3 separate regions of the Sus scrofa genome follow, and regions 1 and 3 are each linked to region 2. The links are chromatin contacts, called in public HiChIP or PLAC-seq maps. All regions are on one chromosome and are shown on one strand. Each heading gives the region's core, a stretch centred on a gene start, on an enhancer-like site or on the middle of the called end of the contact. The rest is flanking DNA. Distances are from core to core; before and after follow the strand shown. Region 1 holds the start of NIT2 (nitrilase family member 2). Region 2 holds the start of CEP97 (centrosomal protein of 97 kDa). Region 3 holds the start of TOMM70 (mitochondrial import receptor subunit TOM70).

What was found. HiChIP or PLAC-seq counts read pairs in DNA pulled down with a chosen protein or histone mark.
Region 1: a contact with region 2 is called in an H3K27ac HiChIP or PLAC-seq map of skeletal muscle, with 6 times the contacts expected there. The contact joins the promoter of NIT2 here to the promoter of CEP97 in region 2. A contact is called at or near these places in 2 of 2 datasets of contacts at active chromatin or transcription factors (alveolar macrophages and skeletal muscle).
Region 3: a contact with region 2 is called in an H3K27ac HiChIP or PLAC-seq map of skeletal muscle, with 9 times the contacts expected there. The contact joins the promoter of TOMM70 here to the promoter of CEP97 in region 2. A contact is called at or near these places in 1 of 5 promoter capture datasets (liver) and 1 of 2 datasets of contacts at active chromatin or transcription factors (skeletal muscle).

What each region holds. Positions count from the first base shown.
Region 1 is chr13:158,651,842-158,654,541 of Sscrofa11.1, forward strand. It overlaps NIT2 (nitrilase family member 2), which reads right to left and starts at 1,254. Exons shown (of 10, transcript NM_001244342.1): 1 at 1,208-1,254. The coding sequence starts at 1,235.
Region 2 is chr13:157,387,041-157,389,740 of Sscrofa11.1, forward strand. CEP97 (centrosomal protein of 97 kDa) reads right to left here and starts at 1,385. Exons shown (of 11, transcript XM_021070500.1): 1 at 1,245-1,385. The coding sequence starts at 1,287.
Region 3 is chr13:158,575,724-158,578,423 of Sscrofa11.1, forward strand. TOMM70 (mitochondrial import receptor subunit TOM70) reads left to right here and starts at 1,303. Exons shown (of 12, transcript XM_021071309.1): 1 at 1,303-2,129. The coding sequence starts at 1,803.

The sequences.
Region 1 (2,700 bases), core at 4-2,503, 1.3 Mb after region 2:
AAATCAACATTACCATCAACCCCACCAAGCTCTCAAGTCCATCAGCCTCTTCTGAAAGATACAGTCACACTCAGGAGGTATGTAAAAGGACTTCTATACCCAGATCCTGAACGTCCATTCCACCAACTTGTGCTGTACTCCAGAGGTTGAAATGAAATACAGCACTTTCACAAATCTTACGGTCTTCAGGGAGCTTCACTAAACCTTGGTATGAACGATTTATGTTTATTTTACAGGACAGGAAACTGAGGTCCAGAGAGGTTAAATGACTTGACATGGGCTGAGCCAAGACTGTAATAATCCAGTCTTCAGACTTTGAGCCCAGAGCACTCCACTGCCTCATGTGAAAGAATCCTGCAAAGACCCGGGTACGAAGCTAGAAACTCACACCCCTGGGGCTGATCCAGAATAGGGATGTGTAATACCTAACCTGAAAGCTCAAGGTCCAGATGCAACCTGCCCAGTTTTTTGTTCAGAAGAAAAGGGCAATCATCGGTGGGTTTGAGGGGGTGCACACGGGAGCAAATTAACCAGTCCGCTTACCACACAAGCCCAAATCAAAGAAAACAGGTGCTTCATTTACACGTGACAAGGCTCAAACCACAAATAACTAGAATGATGCTTTGTGCAAAACCCAAGTTCAAAAATCAATCTAAGCCATAGCAAAAGTCTCCAGGACTCTCACAGGTCAGACTCTCACACTTTAAGTACCATAATTACCGAAAGCTTTTCAGAAAGAACACTGTCTTGGGGCGAGGGGGAGGCGGCGAGCAACTGGGAAGACTACAGGGAAGGTGCGTAATTTGCATTTTTAATGAGCACCCGCCCGCGCCTTCCCGCCCAAGTGATTCTGGAGTAGTTGGGCACGGAACTCATCTGGAGTCGCAGTCTTACGTGTCACAGGAGCACAGTGGGGAGCAAAGTGAGGGCCTATCAGGGGCAGAGACCCGGAGCTCCCGCGGTCCCGTCTGGAAGCCCGGAAGCCCGGCCACCGCACCGCGCTGCGCTCCAAGGCCTCCTCCCCGTGACGCCGCCGCGCACCACTCTCGCCGCTCGGGTCCCCAGCCCCGCGGACACAGGAGCAGGGAAGGCCATGAGTGCAGCGGAGATACGGGGCGGAGACGAGTGGCCAAGCCGGCAAGGTCCTCCCCTGGCGCCATACCCGAAGCCTCCCCTCCAGGTGAGTTCAGGCCGCCGCGCAACTTACTAGCCATTGCTTTGTCGAGAAGCACCATGGCCTCCTAGGGCTGAACTGAGGTCACTGGGCCGACGGCGGCGCCGCGAAGGGCGGGGCAAAGCCGCGCGTCTGGGGCGGGGCCGCGGCGCCGAGGCCCGCCCCTACCCCTCCTTCGGGCCTGCCCCCTCCGCGGGAAGGGTGTTGTCTTTGCTTCTCTCCTCAAACAACTTTTAATCGCCCGTTGTTTTCCATCATCCCTGTAGTCAGATCCTCGAAAGACAAAGGGATGACTTAAATCGAGGTGGCGTGCTAATAAATGTTTAACAGCCGGTCTCTCGGTTTCTCAGCAAAAGGACTGAACCTCTAGACTGAACCTCTATCTGGTTGGATCACCTGTGGGGCCAGGAGAGATACCACTTGCTGATTGCCTTGGTCTATTTGAACCAGTCGCTGTAAGAGGAATGAAATTTCTATAGGTTGATTTAGGCACTCTAGACGTCACTGGGGTCGTACTACAAGGCTGCTACGTAATGGGGAAGGCGAAAAGAGAAACTTAAAAGTTTAGACAGAATATCCTCAACAATAATTCAGTCCTCTAATACGCTGAAATCTGCTAATATTGTTTTAGGATATTTGCATTTATATTTATTAGTCAGGACTGTGTTTTGACTTTTGTGTTTTGTGTGTGCTTTTCTCAGGTTTGGGGATCAAAAATCATAAAACGAGGCACAACATTGTGAATCAATATACTCAATTTTTTAACATCATAAAAAGTTTGCTATCCTTTTTAATGCTCTGGAATTGTTTAAGAAATTATGTTGAAGTGGAAATTATTTTTTTTAGGGTCGCAGCACATGTAAATTCCCTTGCTGGAGGTGGAATCAGAGCTACTGCTGCCGATCTAGGACACAGCAACGCGGAATCCGAGCTGCTTCTGCGACCTGATCCTTAACCCACTGAGCAGGGCCAGGGGTCGAAACCACATCCTCATGGATACTAGTCGGTTGTTTCTGCTGAGCCACAAGGGGAAATCCCTGGATCTTAGTTTTTTAAAAGGATACTTTAAAAAAACAAACAAGTTTCCGTTTTGGCGCAGTGGAAACAAATCCGACTAGGAACCATGAGGTTGTGAATTCGATCCCTGGCCTTGCTCAGTGGGTTAAGGATACAGCGTTGCCATGAGCTGTGGTGTAGGTCCCAAATGCAGCTCGGATCTGGCGTTGCAGTGGCTGTGGTGTAGGCCGATGGCTACAGCTCCAATTCGACCCCTGACCTGGGAACCTCCATATGCCCCTTGGCCCTAAAAAGACCAAAAAACAAACAAACAAACAAAAAAACAGGAGTTCCCTTCCTGGCTCAGCGATTGACTATCCCAACTAGGAACCATGAGGGTGCATGTTGGATCCCTGGCCTTGCTCAGTGGGTTAAGGATCTGGCGTTGCCATGAGCTGTGGTGTGGGTCACAGATGCGGCTGGGATCTGAAGTTGCTGTGGCTGTGCTGTAGGCTCGCAGCTGTAGCTCT
Region 2 (2,700 bases), core at 135-2,634:
CTGATATCTTTTGGGCTCGCTCTTCTACTCTATAAAATAGGGATGATAATAATACCTGGCTTATAATGTTTGGGGTTTTTTTAATATAATGATTTTTATTTTTTTTCCATTATAGCTGGTTCTGGCTTATAACCTTCCACAGAGAAAATGAGATAATGTTTAAAAAAAAAAAAAAGGCACTCAGAACATAGTCTGGCTCATTTAAAAAGTGCTCTATAAATGTTACTATTATGATTATCAGTAAACTGCCATGGTGGGCTGGTGAGGGGAATTTAAGAGATGCAGATATCAGAGGGTGGAAGGGCCAGAGAAACTACCAATATCAAATTATACCCAGATTAAGATTACTGAGGGAAATAACTATACAAGGTTGCTCTCCTGAAGAGTTGCAACGTTTTTCCATTGTCTAATGGTTTCTAGCATTTGGGGGAAGGTAGGAGAGGAAGTGTCATTCCGTTCTGAGAATTTAGTGAAAGCTATATACCGTCCCAGAAAAATGAATAGCTTTTGCACACAATTCAAAGGGCCGAAAGACCTCTTAGAACCTCCCTCCCAAATAAGGCCCTGATCTGGGCGGTGGAGACTAGTCTCGACCCTCCAACCTGCCCCCGACCCAGAGCCTCAGCTGTAACCAAAACAAAGAAGCTGGCTCACGCAGCACCTACGGAATCACCCACGCCCCGCGCTCTCCTCAGCAGCCACCAAACCAGGTCCCAGGACCACATATACAGAACAAGGGGTGGAGAACTGTGGGCTCTGAATAACCCCCAGATTTTATCACGGCCACGAGACACTTCCCAAGAAAAGGTCCAACGTCAATCTAGGGAGCTGTGTTAGAGATTTTTCTTGAAAATTTTAGGGATCCAAGGGAAAGGGGGGACTCTGCAGTTTTCACTTGGGAACCCAGAACTCAAAGTAAACATCCAAGAAAGGTCATCGCGGCCAGAAACCCATCATCCAAGCATCCTCAGCAGCGCGGGACCCGCGGCGTCCAGTAGCGCGAAGGTCCCTGGGGGCTTGTAGTCCCCCCACTTGGCCCTAGCCGCGACACTGGAGAGCCAGGCAGCGCCCAGGAGACTACAACTCCCAGAGGGTAGCGCGCCTCGGCGATGCCCGCAGCCCCGCATCAAAAGAACTGGACAAGAACTGCACCCCTATACCCAGTCTTATTCCTTCCGTCAAGCAACTATTTAATTCAGTTCCATGGAGTAAACCTGGGGACACAGAGGTGACGGTCGCCTTACCTTCTCCAGGAGGCAAAGCCGCGTCGATGCGCGCCACCGCCATACTTCCCGCTTGCTAATTACACCAAGCAACCGTCCTCCTGCTGCTCGATGGAGCTTGTAGTCTGGAGGAGGGACACCCCCCCCCGGAACTACAGCTCCCAGGATGCACGGCACCCAAACGGCCCAATTGGCTCCCTACGCCTAATGACGCAAAACGTGTGTTAGAAACTGAGCCGCAGTGGGTTTAGGAATCCTGGTCAACTCGCTTATTTGGCTACAAGCGAACAGATGTTAAATGATAGTTTCACTCCTTTTTGTAGGTGTTTTCGAAATTGGACACTTTTACCATCTGCTACCGAATGCAGATCGCATTTGAAAACTCATTGCTAGAGACTTCCGATAATGGGGGCTGTCCCTTCTTTTGGCAATTCTGAATAAGTTAAAAGCGTTGAATTCCACTACAGGCGATTTTGTTGAGATTAGTCAAAGTAGATATATTTTATTTGAAAATATAGTTAAAGAATGCTGGGATAGAAGTTTTTATAAAGTATTTTTAAATGGTTGTTCCTCCAATATTTAACAGAACTTTAGGCCTGGGAGTATATTTAGTAAGTGTAAACCCAGACTATTTCCAGATTATACAAAATAAGTGTACAGTATACAAAATCAAAAATTACACTGCTTAGCTGGAGGAGAGTAGGTTTATACTTGTGATATAGCTTTATGCGCTAACTAGTGTAAATGTAGCTACGAACTCAGTAAGATTTCAGGGGCTGGAGAAAGAAATGAAAACTAATCTTCAGAAAAGACTTGAAATGGGAACTGAAATGGGCGGCTAACGCTTAAAAGATGGGTAGACTCCGACACTTCAAAGAGAAATGAAAAGACAGCACAGGCTGCAGGTGGAGGCAGGTGATAATGAAGCTGTGCTCACAGGAAGTGAGAGATTAACCTGGTAGCATCCCAGAATGGAGGAGGAGAGCTTTCAGTTTCTACCACTCACTCTTCCATTCCATCTTGCAACTTTTATTCTGAATTTCCCTCTTTCTGAAACAGCAGTATCCAAAATCTCTGATAATTTCTGTTTGGGAAAATCCAGTAACTCACACTTTTAGATTTCCAGGCAATTGATTCTGTGTGCATTCCCCCCTTCCTGGGTCCTCCTCCTACTAATTACACACTGCCTTAACTCTTTTTTTCTTTTTTAATATGTTTCCCACTGATTTGGTCTGAAAACAAATTTCCTAGTTCTGATGAGAGAATAAAGACTAGAAACTTTTACACATGCACCCGCACATTCACTGCAGCTCTGTTCACAACAGCCAAGATATGGAAACAACCCAAACGTCCATCAACAGATGTTTGGATTAAGAAGATGTGGTGTATATATACACCAGCCATAAAAAAGAACAAAATAATGCTATTTGCAGCAACATGGATGGAACTAGAGACTCTCATACTGAGTGAAGTAAGT
Region 3 (2,700 bases), core at 53-2,552, 1.2 Mb after region 2:
AGAGCAAAGCAATAATCCTGAAACTTTCCAATTAGGCCATTCTAATTTAGTCAGTCTATTTTGGTACCACTTAATAAATTATCTCCTTTCAATCTTTATGCAGTGCTGTTGTGGTGTTGAAAATCCTCAGTTGTATCCCAAAACAAAATGATCATTTGTAAATTTTTTTTTTTTTTTTTTTTTTTTTTTTTTGTCTTTTTGGGGCTGCACCGGAGCATGTGGAAGTTCCCAGGCTAGGGGTCTAATTGGAGCTGCAGCTGCCCACCTATGCCACAGGCACAGCGAGCAACTCTGGATCTGAGCACATCTGTGACCTGCACTGTAACTTTCCACAATGCTGGATTCTTAACCCACTGAGCCAGGCCAGGGATAGAACGTGCATCCTTATGGATATTTGTCCGGGTTCTTAACCTGCTGAGCTACAACAGGAAATCCCATTTGTAAATTTTTAATGTAAGGTGTGCACAGTATATGTGAAATGAGAAGCCGTAGTTGGGAATTCTGATTTTCTATTAATTCTTTTCTTTTTGAAAATACTGTGAATTCTAAACAATTCCTTGCAGGGGAAATTTCTGTATTTTAAGAGGTCTAGTGCAGATCATGTGGAAACGATTTGACAGTTCTTAGATACATGAAAGCCTTGAGTTGAAATTTCAACTTGGGAATGTGGCAAGAGGACTGAAACATCTAGTGCAAAACAGGAATGACAACGGGCGTTTCACAGCGCTGGGGAGAGCCTGTATGCTCCAGGGAGCGAGGTGTGGGCTGGGGTGTTAGGCGGAATCCGGTACGACACAAATACATATAGGAAAGGTGGGAACTCTGGGTTTTCCGCATTTCTACCTACTCAGTTCGGGAACCTCATAACAACGCAGAGACGGCATGGCTTTCGCAATTGGTGTGGAATGTAAGTCGCAGGGACCCCGTTCAAGCCATTTTGACTGGGGCCAACTAGATTTGCCCGTTTCTACCGTCTGAGTTCTGCTACCTGTTGTTGCCCCCAATGACCTCAAATTAGTCCAAACTAAAACCTGGCCATGGTAGAGCTAAGATCAGTGATACAGCAGGCTAACGTCAGCTTTGGGCTCTTTCCTCATACATCTTTAAAAGTCCTTCCAATCCGTTGGTTTCCTCTGACACGTGAACAACCGAGCCAACGGCCTCCCGGCTCTGAGAAGCGCCAACGTGGCAGTAACAAGAAAAATGTGTGGTCCAAATTCTACCAATGAACTGAGTGGCTCGGCCTATGCCCCGCCCACCATTCCTTACAGCCAATAACCTTCATAACTCTTCGCCACTCCCGCCCATTCTTAGAGCGGCTTCGAGCTTTTTCCTATACTCGCGTGAGCGCTGTAAAACCGCTAGATATGCGGCTCGCCCCAGCCTCCCTAGAGCATAGGGCCCTCTGCCCTTCGTTACTGAAGGCGTAGGGGACGGCGTCGGATACCACCGAAGTCACAAGGCCGCAGAAGTTAGTCTCACAAACAGCAGCGAGAGGAAAGAAAAGAGAAAGAACTGCCTGGGTTGTTCACTTCACGCCCAGCACCTTGACCCGGAACTATTCTACACTTCTCCTCCCCCATTCTCGGTTGAGAAGGGAAGAGAAGAACCGCCAGTTCTGGCCCGGCATGCCTTGGGCTTCCGGTGACCTCTGGCCCTTTTCTGTCGTCCGCTCTTGCTGCCTAGCGTGCTCGCTCGCTCACTGCTTTCCTTCCGTGACTCGCTCCGGTTTACGTTCGCACGCTGCCTGGTGACTGTGGCGCCAGCGACAAGCAGGGAGGCGGTGGCGGAGGACACCCGTCATGGCCGCCTCTAAACCTGTGGAGGCGGCGGTGGTCGCAGCGGCTGTGCCCAGCTCCGGGAGTGGAGTGGGCGGTGGCAGTGCGACTACAGGCCCGGGCACCGGGGGCCTGCCGCGATGGCAGCTCGCCCTGGCAGTCGGAGCGCCCCTGCTGCTGGGCGCGGGTGCCATGTACCTGTGGAGCCGGCAGCGGCGGCGCCGGGAGACCGGGGGCCGAGGCGACGCCGGCGGCCTGAAGCGCAACAGTGAACGGAAGACCCCGGAGGGCAGGGCAAGTCCGGCTCCGGGCAGCGGACACCCCGAAGGCCCCGGTGCTCACCTGGAAATGGTGAGAAGCATCCCCGGGCTGTGGAGGTGGAGCCCGGCGGGTGCAGCCTTTCCTTGGCGGGTTGTGCCGGTCAGGGGGCTTCCCATCAGACCGGGGCAGCCAAGTGGCAGCACTTGGGTTTAGGGAAACTCAATTTGGCTGCCTTTATTGAGATTGAAGTAGCCCGAGGGCACAGGTTAGCGTCCTTCGTTGACAGTTTCCTTTTGGTTTTGGAAAAATACCTGTTTTTCTTCTCAGTGACACAGCATTTATCCCTAGCGTTGTGGGTATGGAGACGTTTGTAAACGTGATGATTGTATTTAATTAACTAGTAGAGGAAGTCAAATGCCCTTAACTATTGCTACAGTACGGTATGAACTGTTTTGGTGATTTCCAAGGCCTGGAACTTAGTAATAACCTTTTAATAAAGAGCCACTCCCCTTTTTTTGAAGGGTGGAAGATGGGTAAATACAGTGACTGTTGGGTAATGAGAGTACAGTGGTGTTCAGGAGCATTTATTTCATCTGTGGGAATGAGTTTTTAAATCTTTGGGGTAGAAGCATCTTAAATTCATTTCAAAATTTTAACCTGG